3 separate regions of the Pan troglodytes genome follow, and regions 2 and 3 are each linked to region 1. The links are chromatin contacts, called in public Hi-C maps. All regions are on one chromosome and are shown on one strand. Each heading gives the region's core, a stretch centred on a gene start, on an enhancer-like site or on the middle of the called end of the contact. The rest is flanking DNA. Distances are from core to core; before and after follow the strand shown. Region 1 holds the start of DHRS3 (dehydrogenase/reductase 3). Region 2 holds the start of VPS13D (vacuolar protein sorting 13 homolog D). Region 3 overlaps VPS13D (vacuolar protein sorting 13 homolog D).

Region 1 (5,056 bases), core at 1,266-3,765:
CCAAACCAAGTACCCCCTCTCGTGTCTTCAGAGCTGCAGCCGCCCAGGTTGGGGCTGGGTAGCGGGTTGCCAAGGAAAATACGAGGCGCCAGCTAGCAGGCGGCTCCCAGCTCTACCCAGGAGTGCGCACACCCTGCACTCACCAGGGTGGCGGCAAGAAAAAGGGGGGAAGGCGGGGGAGGGGGGCACAACACCTTCCTTTGGGAGGCAGGAATGTGGGAAATGGGTGGCTCTCTTAAGTTTCAGGGTGGGGGTGAATAGCCAGTCAGCCAGCCACCGATCCCAAAGGAGCGGATCAACTCTGAACCTGCCAAAAAAGACAGTCCGGTGCCCGGGAAATTTACAAGGTGAAACCGACTAGCTCAGCACTCGTGGGTGGCGCGGACAAGTGGGGTGGCCGGCGACTCTCAGCTCCCGGGCGCGGGATCCCGCAGCGGCAGCAGGTGGGCTCACCCCCGCCCCTGCGGCCCCCCACTCCCTGGAGTCGCAGTGCCTGGTACCTTTCTGGCGCCGCGCTCCGCGAACTCGCGGGCGAGCTGACGCCCGATGCCTCTCCCGCCGCCGGTGATGAGGACGTTCTCCCGCGACAGGTCCCGCAGCTTGGCGGGCAGCACCAGTCCGACGGCTGCTTTCACCACCAGATAGATCATCTGTAGAGGGAACATCACCAGCGCGCCCAGCCGTTTCCACACCATCCTCCGCGCCGCGGAGCCGGGCAGGGGGCGAAACTCCCCGGGCCGAGCAATACAGGAATTAAAAAACACCCCGAACAATAAATAGTAAACCGAATAAGGAGAGAGGCGTCCCACCTGGCCACTCTTGAAATCACCTCTTTCCAAATGCAAAGCACCGGGTGAGAAAAAGAAAAAAAAAAAAAAAGATAAATTCTCCTCTGGGGGAGAAAAAGCGTCTCCTAAGGTTGGGACGGTAAAAGAGGTGGAGGGGGAAGCCGGAGGTGGAAAGTTCTAACAAGAAGTTTCTTGCCCCAGCAGCCGTTTCGGCTGGGGAATTCTCAGGTAATGTTTACAGACTGACAGAGGAGTTTAGGGAGGGGAAGAAAAAAAAAAAAAAAAAGGCACCAACCACACGCGCGCACCCTGCCTCGGTCCCGCGGTTTCAAAGTGCAAGATTAAAAAAAAAAAAAAAAAAAAAAAAAAGCTGATTCCAAATTGTAGCGCCCCCACCCCCACCCCGTCTCCAGAAAAAAAAAAAAAAAAGTGGGGGGGAAAAAGTGCTTGGAGCTCCCAATTTCAGCCCGCGAAAGTCTCCCGACTCATTGCTATTCTTGGGCTCAGGAAATTGCTTAAACGCGATCTGATTGCCAGCAACGTGCAGGAGAAGTGGGGGGTCCGGGTGTCAGTTTCTTTACGTGCAGCGCTCGCCCTCGCGCGCGCTCGCTCGCTCCGGCTCCCTCCCTCCCTCTCTGTTCCAGCAGAGGCTGGGAGTTGCCGCTCGATCCAGCTCCCCTTCTCTCCCTTTTTAGCATTTATTGCCTTCTTTTTGTCCTTTCCAACTTGGAGAGGGTCCGGGTGTGGAGCGCGCGTGGATCGGACGCCTTGGTCTGCGCGGCCCTATTCATTCGCTCCCCGGGCAGCCGCGTCGCGGAGAGGGCGGCCCCTTTTTCCCCCATTTTTTCAATACCCCATTAAGTCTGATTGACAGTTAAAGTTGTTGGGAGGCTTCACTACCGTTCCTCTGAGTGGCTGCTGCGGCCTCCCCTCCCCCTGCGCCGTCGCGGGGAGCGCGCATAAGGCGCGCACTCGGGCTCGCCGGGACTCGCGCTCTCCCGGGACTGGCTCCCCTCTCTGCAAGCCGGGACTTGCCGCCGGTGTCCCTGAGGGCTCGCAGCTGTAACTCGAACACGCTGGAACCGACTCCGGCGAGCCGGCTGCCTTCTCGAGACGTTCCTCCTTGCCCGGGCCCCCCGCGGGCCAGGTGATCACCCCTGCGTGTGGAGCAGGCCCGGGGGAGCTTGCGTATGCCTTGATCCAACCAGGTCACCCAGGGTTTTATTTCAGGTCATTTGGTCATCCCCGGCCTCCAGGTAGGATCAGGAAGCCACTCCTCACCTTTGCCCGGACCTCTTCTGTGTTCACGTAGAGTGGACTTTTAAAAGCCTGACCCAAGTGCCTCACGATGCTTAGGGGGAAGCCTCTGGGGAGCAGGACTTTGCTTTGAGGGGAGGGAGTAGTCAAGGTAAAGGAACCTCTGCTCCGAGTGCCAATAAAATCCCCACAAGATTAGCTGGGAGCATATTTATTGCTCATCTGAGCTAGAATTACCTTGACTGACAGCAATTTCCTTAATAACAAAAGCCTGTAAACAAAACGTCCTATTCCTGCGCCCCTGTGCTGTGCAGCCAGCGTCTCCTGTCCTTGGGTCTCCCTGGACTGCCCTGGCGGGGCACCCACCTTCTAACCTCCTGCCCTTCCCGACCGGAATGTCTCCCCTGCTGGAGGGTGGGACCGAGCTATTTAGAGTTGTCTGTTGCAGGAAGTCTGGGAGGTGAGTCACTAAAAAGCAGCCCCAGTTCAAAGTGCTGATGGGACTTGCCTCCCGCCCCCCTGCACGTTCCCGGGGCCGGAGGAGCGAGAGCGAAGCAGGGAGCTGCCCTGTAATCTGGGGCAGCCGTTTCCAGCCCGCGACTTGTTCAGACGGCGATTCCTGGGCCTCACCCCCAGAGATTCTGATTCAGCAGGGCTGGGTGCGCTGGGATCGGTACTTTCAATGCTCCGCCTGGTGAGAAAGTCACTTCGAAAAACGCTGATCTGCGGGGAGGGGAGGCTGGGATTACCTCGTCACCTGCAAAGACCTAGTTCTGGGGAGAGGTTCTGCAGGGGAGGATCTTCCTTCTGGGTGAAAAGCCACTGGAAGAGCAAAAGGCAGGAGAGGCTTAGGATGAGCAACTGTCCTGCACTGAGGGCCTATATTCTGACACAGTCCTTCCCCTGACCTTGCAATCGGGGGACTGTTATCCCATCGTCCAGGTTACCCAGCCAGGAAGTGCAGGAGGGGGGATCCCAATCCAAACCTCTTCCCACTCTGACCAGACGGGAGGAGAGAAGTGGAGGATGGGGTTCAGCTAAGGGTTGCAGAGCAGAGACCCCCCCTAACGCCCCCAAGAGTCTGACCGAAGGGCGGACCAATGTCTCCATCAGACCCCAGGGCCGGACTCCATTGTGGTGACGGCCTCCTCTCATCTTCGAGGTCTGTAAAAATGGGAAAGCGATTCCAGCCTGGGAGTGACAGGCCTTTCCCACCCAGCAGCGGCTGGTGTCCGCCAGGCCTGCGAAGAAGCCTGGAAAGATCTGAAGACAGAGTCAGGCTGCAAAAGCGGGCTTTGCTCATCTGTTGTCCTCGGAGCCGCCTGGTGGCCCAGATAGGATACTGCGCCTCCGAGCTGCCCGGCCTCCAACCCCGCGGCGTTCCTGCTAACTAACCATGCTTTTCTTCCAGGCATTTCTCTCATGTAAGGTTAACACCCCAAGTCTAAAAGGGCTTGTGAAGATCATAGTCCTCCTCCCCCACCCCAAACACACTTTTATGGCTGGGGAAACTAAAGCCAAAAGATATGAAGCAACTCATATACAGAGATGCATTTTCACCCCAACTAGCCCACCCTGGTCAGATGCCAGATCGGCTGGGCAACGGTTAGGTCCCTCTTACATCTCTCTGGTTGTGTGCCTGGGATGGAGGGCAGACGGTGGGAAGGAGGTCAGGAACCCAAATTGACCTTTAGTGCCTCAGGGCCTTTACACACTTTCTGATTGAATTTCCTTAACAGCCCAGGGAGGCACGTGCCCATTTATTGCAGGAGGAAACAGGCTCAGTAAATCTAAGTAACTTGTGCAATGCCACGCAACCTGCTTCTCAAAAGGTTTGGGATGAAATCAGAGGAAAAAAGAACATGTCAGACATTCCCCAAAGGAACTGACAGTTCCAGAAGCTGGCCTGAGGTGGATGGTGGCCTTTTTTTCTACTTGGTCCATCTTTCAGGATGTGGTTTTTGTGGGACTGGCAGCTCTGCAAGCCACACGTTTCTCCCAGCATCAACTGCTCAGAGAGAAACTTGTCACCTCCTCTGTTGCCCTCCCCCGAGGTCCCTGGGAAGATGGGGCCAAGGAGACCTTGTGTGGGGGTGATGTGTGTGTGCACAGTTCAGCAGGCTGGCCTTGAGGGTCGTGTGGCCTGGCTTCAGTGAGAACAGCAGGGACACATCCTCTCTGCCTTTCCCTCCCTCCCCCAGCCTTTATCCTTTGCTCTTGTACCCCCTCCTGGAATTTAACTCAGGGCAGAGTTTGAAATTTCACATCCCAGGTCTGTCCCTGAAAATGTGAAAGGAGGCTTTCTCGGCTTGAAGGGAAGAGGCGAGCTGCAGTTGGGAGAACTAACTTTTTCCGTGGCTCAGCTCCCCCGGTGCAGCGAGGATCCACACTCAGCCTGCGGTTCCTGGACCAGAAGCCTGTTAGAAACGCAGAATCCAGGCTGGGTGCGGTGGCTCATGCCTGTAATTCCAGCACTTTGGGAGGCCGAGGTAGGCGGATCACCTGAGGCCAGGAGTTTGAGACCAGCCTGGGCAACATGGGGAAACCCAGTTTCTATAAAAAATACAAAAATGAGCCTGGTACAGTGGGGTGCACCTGTAATCTCAGCTATTTGGGAGGCTGAGGCAGGAGAATCGCTTGAAGCCGGTAGGTGGAGGTTGCAGTGAGCTGAGATCGTGCCACTGTACTCCAGCCTGGGCCACAGAGCAAGACTCTGTCTCAAAAAAAAACAAAAACAAATGCAGAATCCCAGGCCCCACCCTGGCCCTCCTGAATCAGGCTCTGCTTTTTACTGAACGAGATCCCCAGGTGCTCCTTTGCTCACTGAGGTTTGAAAAGCGCTGAGGCTGGGTCCCGCAGGCCGGAGGAGGACTTTGGGTTTCATCTGCAGTGCGATGAGGGCCTTTGGGAGGGGGCTGTGGAGCAAAGGCAGATGTGATGGAATCTCGGAGTCTGCTCAGGCTGCTGGGTCCAGGATAGCTCTGGGTACTGAGTGGATGTCGGGAGAACAG
Region 2 (5,056 bases), core at 1,738-4,237, 390 kb before region 1:
ACTCGGGAGGCTGAGGCATGAGAATCACTTGAACCTGGGAGGCAGAGGCTGCAGTGAGCCGAGATTGTGCCACTGCACTCCAGCCTGGGTGACAGAGTAAGATCGTCTCAAACAAACAAACAAAAAAAACCCCCAAAATCAGCTGGGTGTGGTAGTGCACCTGTAGCCTGTAGTTCCTCTGACAGTTTTGTCTTTTCTGGAATTTCACAAAAATGAAATCATTACGGTATGTGGTCTTTTTCCACATAGCTAATACTTTTGAGGTTCCTCCAGATCGTGCCTGCGTCAGCACTCCTCACCTTTTTGTTGGTGAGTAGTGCTCCATTGTGTGACTATGTTGCAATTTGTTTGTCCACTCTCCTGTTGATGGACATTTTGATTGTTTTTTTTTTGTTTCTGGCTTTTATGAATAAAGCTGCTATGAGTGTTCATGTATAAGTCTTGGTGTGGGCATATGTTTTAATTTCTCTTGGCTAATATCTAGCAGTGGGATTGCTGTATGGTAAATGTATATTTAAACATTTATAGGAAACTGAGGGCACGAAGACTTTCAGTAATACTGGTCGAATCAATGGTGCCCAGGAATTTGCGTTTTTGAGACAGGGTCTCTGTTGCGCAGGTTGGAGTGCACAGGCATGATCATTGCTCACTGTAACCTTGAACTCATGGGCTCAAGCAATCCTCCTCCCAGTAGTTGGGAGTACAGGTATGTGCCACCGTGCCCAGCTAATTTTTTCATTTATAATTTTTTGTAGAGATTGGGGTCTCCTTATGTTGCACAGGCTGGTCTTGAATTCCTGGCCTCAAAAAATCCCCCCCACTGCCTTGGCCTCCCAAAGTGCTAGGATTACTGGTGTGAGCCACGGTGCCAGGCCATGTGCAGTATTTTTTTGGATTTTTTTTGAGATGGAGTCTTGCTCTGTTGCCGAGGCTGGAGTGCAATGGTGAGATCTCGGCTCACTGCAACCTCTGCCTCCTGGGTTCAAGCAATTCTCCTGCCTTAGCCAGGAGAGTAGCTGGGATTACAGGCACCTGCGACCATGCCCGGCTAATTTTTGTATTTTTAGTAGAGATGGGGTTTTGCCAAGTTGGTCAGGCTGGTCCTGAACTCCTGACCTCAGGTGATCCACCCACATCTGCCTCCCAAAGTGCTGAGATTGCAGGCATGAGCCACTGCGCCTGGCCTGGGCCATGTGCATTTCTAATAAGCTTCCCAGGTACAGCCAAGTGTCTGTGCTAGGTGATCTGGACTTCGAGGTCCTTCACCTCTGAAGGACTGCCTTCCTTCCTCCTTCTGTCTGTGGAGTTCCAGGTTTTACTCCCAAACCTCAGCCCCAGAGGAGACCCAGCATCCAGATTCTGAGAGGTTGATCCCACCATACAGGAACCCCAGTCTTGCTCAGGAGTGAGTCAGCCCAACATGCACCCTCATTAGCTTAGCATCATGAGGGTTGGTAATTATTATGGTAAATACATGATTGTAACCTTGCCGTTCTGCTTCCTGCATCTTCTAATTTATATGAGCCTGAGGTCTCCCTCTTGCCCTTCTTGTGATAATGCAAGGAGGAAGTGTTCAGTTGTTCATTCATACACACTTATTGAGTCTTTTCTGTGCTAGGCAATGTCTAGGTGTTGAAGAAACACTGTGAAAGGGATAAAATCTCTGTTTTCAAGGTACTGGGGAAAGAACAACATATGTATAAACAAACAAGGTAATCTCAGGGAGTATTAGGTTCCATGAAGAAAATACAACAGGGTAATGGATAACGGAACTTTATTTTTATTTTTATTTTTGAGAGGGAGTCTCACTCTGTCTGGAGTGCAGAGGGGTGATCTCGGCTGACTGCAACCTCCGCCTCCCGGGTTCAAGTGATTCTCCTGCCTCAGCTTCCCCAGTAGCTGGGACTACAGGTGTGCACTACCACGCCCGGCTAATTTTTGTAGTTTTAGTAGAGATGGGGTTTCACTACGTTGGCCAGGCTGGTCTCAAACTCCTGACTTCAGTGATCCGCCCGCCTCAGCCTCCTGAAGTGCTGGGATTACAGGCATGAGCCACCGTGCCCAGCTCATAGTGGAACCGTAGATAGGCACAAGTCCTCTCTGAGTGGAATATTTGAAGCCAGAGGGAGTCAGCTATACGAATATCCAGAGCTATTCTGTAGCTCTGGATTGGCCACAAGAGGCTATTGAGCACTGGAATTCTGGCTAGTTTGTACTGAGATGCGCAGTAAATGTAAAATATACCCGAATTTCAAAAACTTACTATAAAAAAGTTAACATATTGTATTAGTAATTTTTTCTTTTGGCTACATGTTGAGATGATCATATTTTGAACATATTGGATTAAATATATTAAAATGAAGTTCATTTTCTTCTTTTTCGTTTTAAAAAAATGTACTAGCTAGTAAATGTGAATTGCCTATGTGGCTGGCATTGTATTTCTATTGGTCTGGGGAGAAGGCTCCTAGGTAGAGACAACGGCAAATGTACAGTTCCTGGGGCAGAAACTGAAGGATGCTGAGGCAGAGTCGGCCGGGGAAAAAGTGGCTGAAATGGGAAGGGACCAGATCCAGTGGGACCTTGGTGGCAGCTCTGTAAGGAGGTGGGTTTTAACTGAAGTATGGTGGGGACGCCGTTTTAAGCAGGGAAGGGCAGGGTCTGAATTAACAGGCCCCTGTGGCTGCGAAGTGGGGAACGGACTGTGGGTGAGTGGGCCAGACGGACGGCCAATTGCACCTTTCGCTTGGATGGAAGGCAGGGTGGTTGTAGGTGGGAAGAATCCTGGGTTCCCATGCTGTCTGAACCAGAGTCATTTGTGGCCCTGCCCTCCCCTGGGACTCAGTTTCCCCACCTATAAAATAAGCCCCAGTGTCCGCGAACCCTGGAGGGGCCCGCACCACTGCAGGAGCGGCCGCCGGCGCCAGGGGGCGCCTCCTCGATAACTCGGCGCTCGGCTGGCCAGGCACCGGCGCGTCGGCCGCTCGATTGGTCGGGTCGGGGCCGGCCTGAGCGCCGCGGGCCTGCGCCATTGAGGAGCGGCGGGGAGGAAACGCCGCGCAGCGCCGGGCTGGGGCGGGCGGCCCGGGACACCGACAGGTAGGGGCCGAGCGGCTCCGTGCCGGGCGGGGCCAGGGTCGGGAACTGCAGGGCCGGCGCGGACCCGCGGGCCGCCGCTAGGGCTCCGCCTGGACATGGGGGCCCGGGCCCACCCTGGGGAGAGCGATGCTGGGAGCCTGGGGGCCCCGTCGTCCGGCCTCGGTCTGAGCCCCTCGGGGTAACCCTGGGCGTCTGCTCCCCCCGGGCCCCAAGCCCGCCACCTCCGGGGACCCCTGCGTCCGAATCCCCGCGAGCACCCCAAGCACAGGCTCGGGGCTGGCTGAACCTCTGGGAACCCCGACGTCCGTGTCCTGGGGAGCCCGAGCCCCCGCTGGACCCCGGCACACTTTCCGGGGTCCCAGCAGCCTGGCGCCCTGGAATTGGGGGGTGTCAGTCCGCGCCTGTCCGCCTGAGCCTTGGTCTCAATGCAGGACCCCAGTGTGCGAGCCCCCCACATTACGCCGAAGAGTGGGGTGTCAGTTCTCTAGAATGCCTTAGCCACCTCCCTTAATCAGCCACCCGAGGTCACACTCTCGGGTGGAGACATCAGGCCTAAAACCTCTCTTTACCTTTTGCCCCCCAGGGTCACGCCCTGGCCCAGCCACTCCTCCTAGGTGTGGGATGCCAGACATCAGGCCTAAAACCTCTCTTTACCTTTTACCCCCCAGGGTCACGCCCTGGCCCAGCCACTCCTCCTAGGTGTGGGATCCCGGCGCCGTTCCCTCCAGGTTTTACTTGGGTGGTGGGGTCTCTGTCCCCTGGAGGGGGCTGAGGGTTCCGAGAGCTGCGGGCGGGAGGGTTGTGGGAGCGTCGCCTTCCGGGCAGTGCCGTTCCTGTGGGGCCACCGGTCGCACAGCCGTCCCCGCCCCGGTTTTGGAGCTCCCTGGCGCCGGCAGCGTTCAGCCCTGGCCGCCTCGGGGAGGGACGCCCAGGTCCGGTTGCCAGTCCTTCCTATTCCCGGTCTGGCCGCTCCTCAGGGGAGGGGCCTGGCTCAAGGTCATGCCCGGCTGTCTGCCCGCCCGTGGGCTCAGCACTGATCCCTACTGTCACCCGCCCCACTGGGTAGGGGAGCCCAGGTGGGGTTTAGTGCCAGGCAGCTGCCTAGAAGTCCTGATGGACCGGAGTGTAAACACTTTGGGACTCTGGCCAGTCTGGCGGCCCTTGCTGACACTGAATTCCTTCAGGGAATCCTTGAAGTGGCCTCAAGCACGGTCTAGATGCTTAGCAGAGCAAATAATGGGTGCTTTCTGGTTTGGGCCTCCATGTTACTGACCAGGTTGCCTTACAATGCTAATCACTCATACTTTTAAAATCTGTGCTTTGCATTCTTTTCCGTTTAGGGCAAGTAGGGTAGGGCCTGAACTTGTTTACAAACTGACAGTTGTTTCCCTTGATTTGGAGATAATTGGTAGTTGGCACTCAGAGTTGGCATTTAGGGCCGAAATTAGTGGCAATAACTACAAAAATAAAGAGTACTCTGACCTTGGCTTCTTACTCAAGTTTGTTTGGAGTCCCCATAGTAAGATTAGTCAGTTTCACATTTGGTTTTCACAAATTTACTCCTTTCAAGTTATAATAGTGGCCGGGCACGGTGGCTCACACCTGTAATCCCAGCACTTTGGGAGGCCAAAGTGGGCAGATCGCTTAAGGTCAGGATTTCAGACCAGCCTGGCCAACATGATGAAACCCTGTCTCTACCAAAAATACAAAACTTAGCCGGGGATGGTGGCAGGTGCCTGTAATCCCAGCTACTCAGGAGGCAGAGGTAGGAGAATCGCTTGAACCCAGGAGATGGCGGTTGCAGTGAGCCGAGATCCGAGATCCCGTCACTGCACTCCAGCCTGGGCGAGGGAGCAACACTCTGTCTCCAGAAAAAAAAGTTACAATAGAGAAATGTTTCTTTTATTCAGACTGTTGAGCATTTTTTTTTAAATTGTTCTTATAACATCTTCTTTAAACA
Region 3 (5,056 bases), core at 1,301-3,800, 300 kb before region 1:
TCGTAAGATAACACAGCTCGTAAATGGCAGTATTTAAGTCTGCGTCTCTGACTTCAAAGCCTGTGCTCTTTATCATACCAGAATTTCTTGACCTTAGCACTATCGATGTTTTGGGTCAGATAATTCCTTATTATGGGGCTGTCCTGTACATTGTGGGATAGTTAACAGCATCCCTGGCCTCTACCTATACTAGATAGCAATAGCAACCCCCTCTAGTTGCAATTGCAATTGAAATGTGAATAAAAATTGTCTCCAAGGGCCAGGTGCAGTGGCCCACATCTGTAATCCTAGCACTTTGGGAGGCTGAGGCGGGAGGATCACTTGATCCCAGGAGTTTGAAGTTACAGTGAGCTATGATCGTGCCACTGCATTCCAGTCTGGGCAACAGAGTGTGACCCTGTCTCTTAAAAAAAAAAAGAAAAGAAATAATGTCTTCAGGGGAGCAAAACCATCTGATTGAGAACCACTGAGCTATACTATCTATGCTGCTTTCTTATAAAATGTTCCTTTTTGTTTAAAAATATGATTAACTTATTATACTGAATGTGTTATTAAACCAGTAATACACTGAACGTGTTATTCAACCAGTGTTCAAAGTTTACTGATACTCAAAGCAGGCAGTTTGGAAAATACTGGAATACCACCCGCCAAAACTGAGCAGTACATTTGCAGGTTATTGAAATAACCATGTTTCTTTTTCCCTATTTATTTTCTCCTGTCTTCTTTTTATAGATCTACCAAGGATTCCTCCTGCTTTACAGTAGTTCTCAACAATCTCCGTGTGTTTCTCATATTTGACTGGCTACTGTTAGTCCATGATTTTCTCCACACTCCCAGTGATATTAAGAAACAAAATCATGTTACTCCTTCTCGCCACCGTAACTCTAGCAGCGAATCTGCTATAGTTCCCAAAACTGTGAAGAGTGGAGTAGTTACCAAGCGGTCTTCCCTTCCTGTGTCCAATGAAAGGCACCTGGAGGTCAAGGTCAATGTAACAGGTGATTATATGTTGGTGTGATTCATTGGTGCTTAGTTTGGATGTTAGGCTCAATATCTGCCTTACAGGATGATTGCTCTTTTGCCTCCCATTTTTCACATGAGCACTTACACATTTGCCTCTTTTACAGACCTGCAAGCATCAGAGGTCTTGGCCTCCATTTTCAGGTGGGAGCTGCCTGGCCCACTGAAGACTGCGGGGTCGCTTGTCCCTGTCCCCTGCCTGCCTAGTGCGTGTGCCTGGCCCGAGCACCCGCCTGGGCAGTGGTCTTTTTTTTCCAGTGTACAGTCTGTCTGCAATTTGCAGTTTGATCTTTAGGGCCCTAACAGATGTGCTTTATGGAGTTTAGGCAAGTTTCGTATGTGAAAACCTCAGTTTTGAAGATAAGTAAGTGAGGAGATTTTTATTTTCATTACAAAAAGAATATTTTTCTTTGTATAGATGAATTTACTATGGCATTTGTTGACTAGCGAACTCATCTAGTGCATCTGTATGTATTTGTGTATTTATTGTTATGTTTCTGATACCTGTACCTGCTTCTCAGTGATTTTGATGAAGCTGGCTAGCACAATGCGTTTTACATGAGTTCAGTTACAAGCTTGATCTATATATGGTTTTTGATAAAAACACAGTTTAAAGCAGAGTGAATTTACTACTAAATATATACACATAAGTTGAAAACGTACTGATTTCAAAAATCTCGATATTAAATTGGTCTGTTCTTTGTAAACAACCTTGTAAATAGCTACTTAGATGCATAGTGCCTGACCAGCATTAGTACCTGAGTCTTCTTCCTGGAATTTTCAGTCAGGTCATCACTTAGAGAAAGGATGATTTTGTGAACTTCTGAATATCTGCTAGCCCTCCCAGGAGAACTGGGGTGCAGTTTCTCTGTCTAGTTTAGAAATATTCTAAAGAGAGAATCACATCCCAGTCTTTCCTGCTGCTGCAGAGCTCTGTTGGTTCAGCTGCATGTGGCCAGATGCAGAGTATTGGTTCAGGATGACACTGTTAGTAAATGTCAGCAGACATTTTGGAGAAAAATCTTACTGGTTCGTGTTGTTGCCTGGTGGAAATGCGCTCGCTGCCTTGTTTGCAACAGCTTGGTGTTTTCCAGCTTCCCAGCTCTGGCTTGATTGACGACGTTGTCCTTTCCAGGTACGGAGTTTGTGGTCATTGAAGATGTGTCCTGCTTCGACACCAATGCCATTATTCTGAAAGGCACCACAGTGCTCACCTATAAGCCCCGGTTTGTTGATCGCCCCTTTTCAGGAAGTTTGTTTGGCATCGAGGTAAGAAGTCTATGTGTTGATCACGGCACTGCGTGTTGGCTCACGAGAAAAGCATCTGGAAGAGAATTTTACCTCTTAAACTTGCATTAGGGGAAGTAATTCATGAAATTGGAAGACCGTTGCCCTCTTCTCCTCTTTGTTTTCTCCCCAAATCTACCTGGCTATTCTAATGCATGAATTCAGTCTCCCAGTGTTAGGCTATAAATATGCAGAGGACATTTGCCTCTTTCTCTTACACCCTTTCTTCCTCAAGAAGTTCAAGGAGACTTTTCCAGTCCCCACTGCCCTGTCAGGCACCTTGTTGTGCCCTCTCGTTCTGCAGACCTCGTCCATGAAGGTGAGGCCGTGGGTCTCATTTCCCCTGCATCCCTCTCCTCACCTGGAGTGCAGCCCTGTGAAGAGCTAGGGCTTTGGGAAGGGAAACCTATTTATACAAAGTGCTAAGGATCTTATATGTTATCCTTTCAGGAATACCTGATCCATAAAAGGGCAGCTCTGCAGAGTCCTGCCTGGCTGAAAGGAGCGCATGGATAATAGTGGTGCTTTAGGCTCTCATGTCATCTCATGAAGAAGATAATTTGTGCTGGAGTGGCCTTTGTAGCTCAGAAATGTCATTATGCAATATTAGGCCAAAAGTGCTTTGTCTCTTGTTAAGCCATGGGGTGTGGGGACAGAAGGGGAACCGTGGCATGTTCTTGTTTCTATCAGATGTTTGTACTTGACTCATCTCAGCTCACATTCCCCATGCCGTACTGTTAGGATATTTGGTTGGGGTTCCTTTTGCTTTACGATCGGCCTTTTCATGCCCCTTTCTTTCCAGTGGTATTGCTCAAAGTTTGAAGGAATAAAACTTATTTTCACTGTTAGGAGTATATGGTTTATGGTTTTGAGACAAACATAGTGGAATAAAGCCTGTAGGGACTCTACTTCTTGACCACTTGTTTCTCTCTTGTAAAGAAACCTCCGTTTGAGAGGAAGGATTTGCATGCTGGTGTGATGTGAGTTGATCATGAAATTGCAATTCATCTGCCCTCCAAGCCACCACAATACTAGCTTTGAATGGAGAATCTTGCTGATTGATTAATGAACTGTCAGGTACAATTGGGTTTTGTGTAGCAGAAACCCCTGAAGGAAAAAGGAAAATGAAACTTTTCTGTTCTGAAGTCTTAGGACAACTACATGGCAAAATATTTGAGATTGCTGGAAACTCCTTTCAGTCCTGCCTTTGAGGCAGCACAGTTGGATCTGAATTTTAAGACCAGCTTGATAAATCATCGGGGGAGAATTTATAAAGTATGAATTTTGAATATGGCAAAGGACCTTGCTGTCACATGTTTTTCACAGCACTAGGATAGGTCCCAAAAAGGTGGTGGAGGGGGTGAAGAGGGTAAGAAGGACCCAAATGATTGCGCTTTTCTTTCCTCTGTGCTCTTCCTGAGCATGCAAAATAATTTGGTCCTAGAACTGGAGTCCTTTCTCGCTCTCTCCCTTCTTTCTCTCTCCCAATGAATGTATTTATTTTTTAACCTTTTATTATAGAACATTTCAAATGTATACAAAGTAAACAGAATAATATAATGAACTCCATATATACCTATCACCCAGCTTTAATAATATGTTTATTTTTAATTATGAAGATATTGTGAGGAGGGAAAATAATCATATATGATTTCTGATAGGTTATTTTGGTGTGTTTCTTTCCTTAAAGTTGGGGAGTAACATTATTTTGGGTTGTGTTTTCACTTTGTGTTGTAACTGTCTTCTTAAAATCCATATGGTCTTTTTTGTCATTTTTAAATGGCTGCAAATACTCCATTGAGTAGATGTGATATAACCTTGGCTGCTCTTAATTTTTTTTAACTATTAAATAATGGTTTAGTGATTTTTTTTTTTTTTTGCTAGTTCCTAGAGAGAAGTAGGATTACTGGATCAAAGGGTGTGAGATTTGTAAGGCTTTCGGGGTGTATTGCTAAACTGCCTTTTCCTCTGGGTGAACCACTGCGTGTGCTCTCGGCAGCGGTGGGGGGCTTCACTCTTCACAGTATTTATTTCAGCAGTTGTTATGGGTCTTGTGATAACACATGGCTGACTGCTTCTGAGATAGCCTCTTTGTGCTGGTAGTTGGACCCTTCCTAAATCAGACATTAATTCTCGCCATATTGCATTTCATTCTCTAGGTGTTTTCATGCCGACTAGGGAATGAGCATGATACAGCTCTTTCAATTGTGGATCCCGTACAAATTCAAATGGAGTTGGTGGGGAATTCTTCTTATCAAAATAGTTCAGGATTGATGGATGCATTCAATAGTGAAGATTTCCCACCTGTCCTGGAGGTAATGATGCAAAATCTGTGCAATACGTTGATATGCTCTCAAACACTGTCCTATGCAGGCACTCTTATTTGCTCTGAGCCCAACAACCTCTTTTTTTGTTTTGTTTTGTTTTGTTTTTTGAGATGGAGTCTTGCTCTGTCGCCCAGGCTGGAGTGCAGTGGTGCGATCTCGGCTCACTGCAAGCTCCACCTCCTGGGTTCACGTCATTCTCCTGCCTCAGCCTCCTGAGTAGCTGGGACTACAGGGGCCTGCCACCGTGCCCGGCTAATTTTTTGTATTTTTTAGTAGAGACAGGGTTTTACCGTGTTAGCCGGGATGGTCTCGATCTCCTGACCTCGTGATCGCCCACTACATGGTGCAGTTTTGTGACCATTTGACCTCATAGTTGAGACATCTTACCTTATGGTTATTAGTGCTTAATTTCAAGATCTTTG

Evidence for each region. Hi-C and Micro-C count contacts between places; a contact is called where the count stands out from the background.
Region 2: a Hi-C map of stem cell-derived neural progenitor cells shows a contact between it and region 1, with 4 times the contacts expected there. The contact joins the promoter of VPS13D here to the promoter of DHRS3 in region 1. A contact is called at or near these places in 1 of 7 Hi-C or Micro-C datasets (stem cell-derived neural progenitor cells) and 1 of 1 datasets of contacts at active chromatin or transcription factors (stem cell-derived excitatory neurons).
Region 3: a contact with region 1 is called in a Hi-C map of induced pluripotent stem cells, with 3 times the contacts expected there. The contact joins the enhancer-like site here to the promoter of DHRS3 in region 1. A contact is called at or near these places in 3 of 7 Hi-C or Micro-C datasets (induced pluripotent stem cells and stem cell-derived neural progenitor cells), 1 of 1 datasets of contacts at active chromatin or transcription factors (stem cell-derived excitatory neurons) and 1 of 1 other capture datasets (stem cell-derived neural stem cells).

Annotation. Positions count from the first base shown.
Region 1 is chr1:219,384,903-219,389,958 of NHGRI_mPanTro3-v2.0_pri, reverse strand. It overlaps DHRS3 (dehydrogenase/reductase 3), which reads right to left and starts at 2,515. Exons shown (of 6, transcript XM_001145600.6): 1 at 501-2,515. The coding sequence starts at 695.
Region 2 is chr1:219,777,210-219,782,265 of NHGRI_mPanTro3-v2.0_pri, reverse strand. It overlaps VPS13D (vacuolar protein sorting 13 homolog D), which reads left to right and starts at 2,987. Exons shown (of 70, transcript XM_514406.7): 1 at 2,987-3,096.
Region 3 is chr1:219,687,280-219,692,335 of NHGRI_mPanTro3-v2.0_pri, reverse strand. VPS13D (vacuolar protein sorting 13 homolog D) reads left to right here. Exons shown (of 70, transcript XM_514406.7): 31 at 733-998; 32 at 2,156-2,289; 33 at 4,467-4,622. Among named protein-coding and RNA genes, the nearest start is that of VPS13D, 89 kb to the left of the region's middle. Within about 2 kb of position 2,550, at least 3 of the 24 cell types and tissues checked have an H3K27ac peak or open chromatin away from gene starts, as enhancers often do. A contact at or near this core is called in induced pluripotent stem cells, where this site is marked.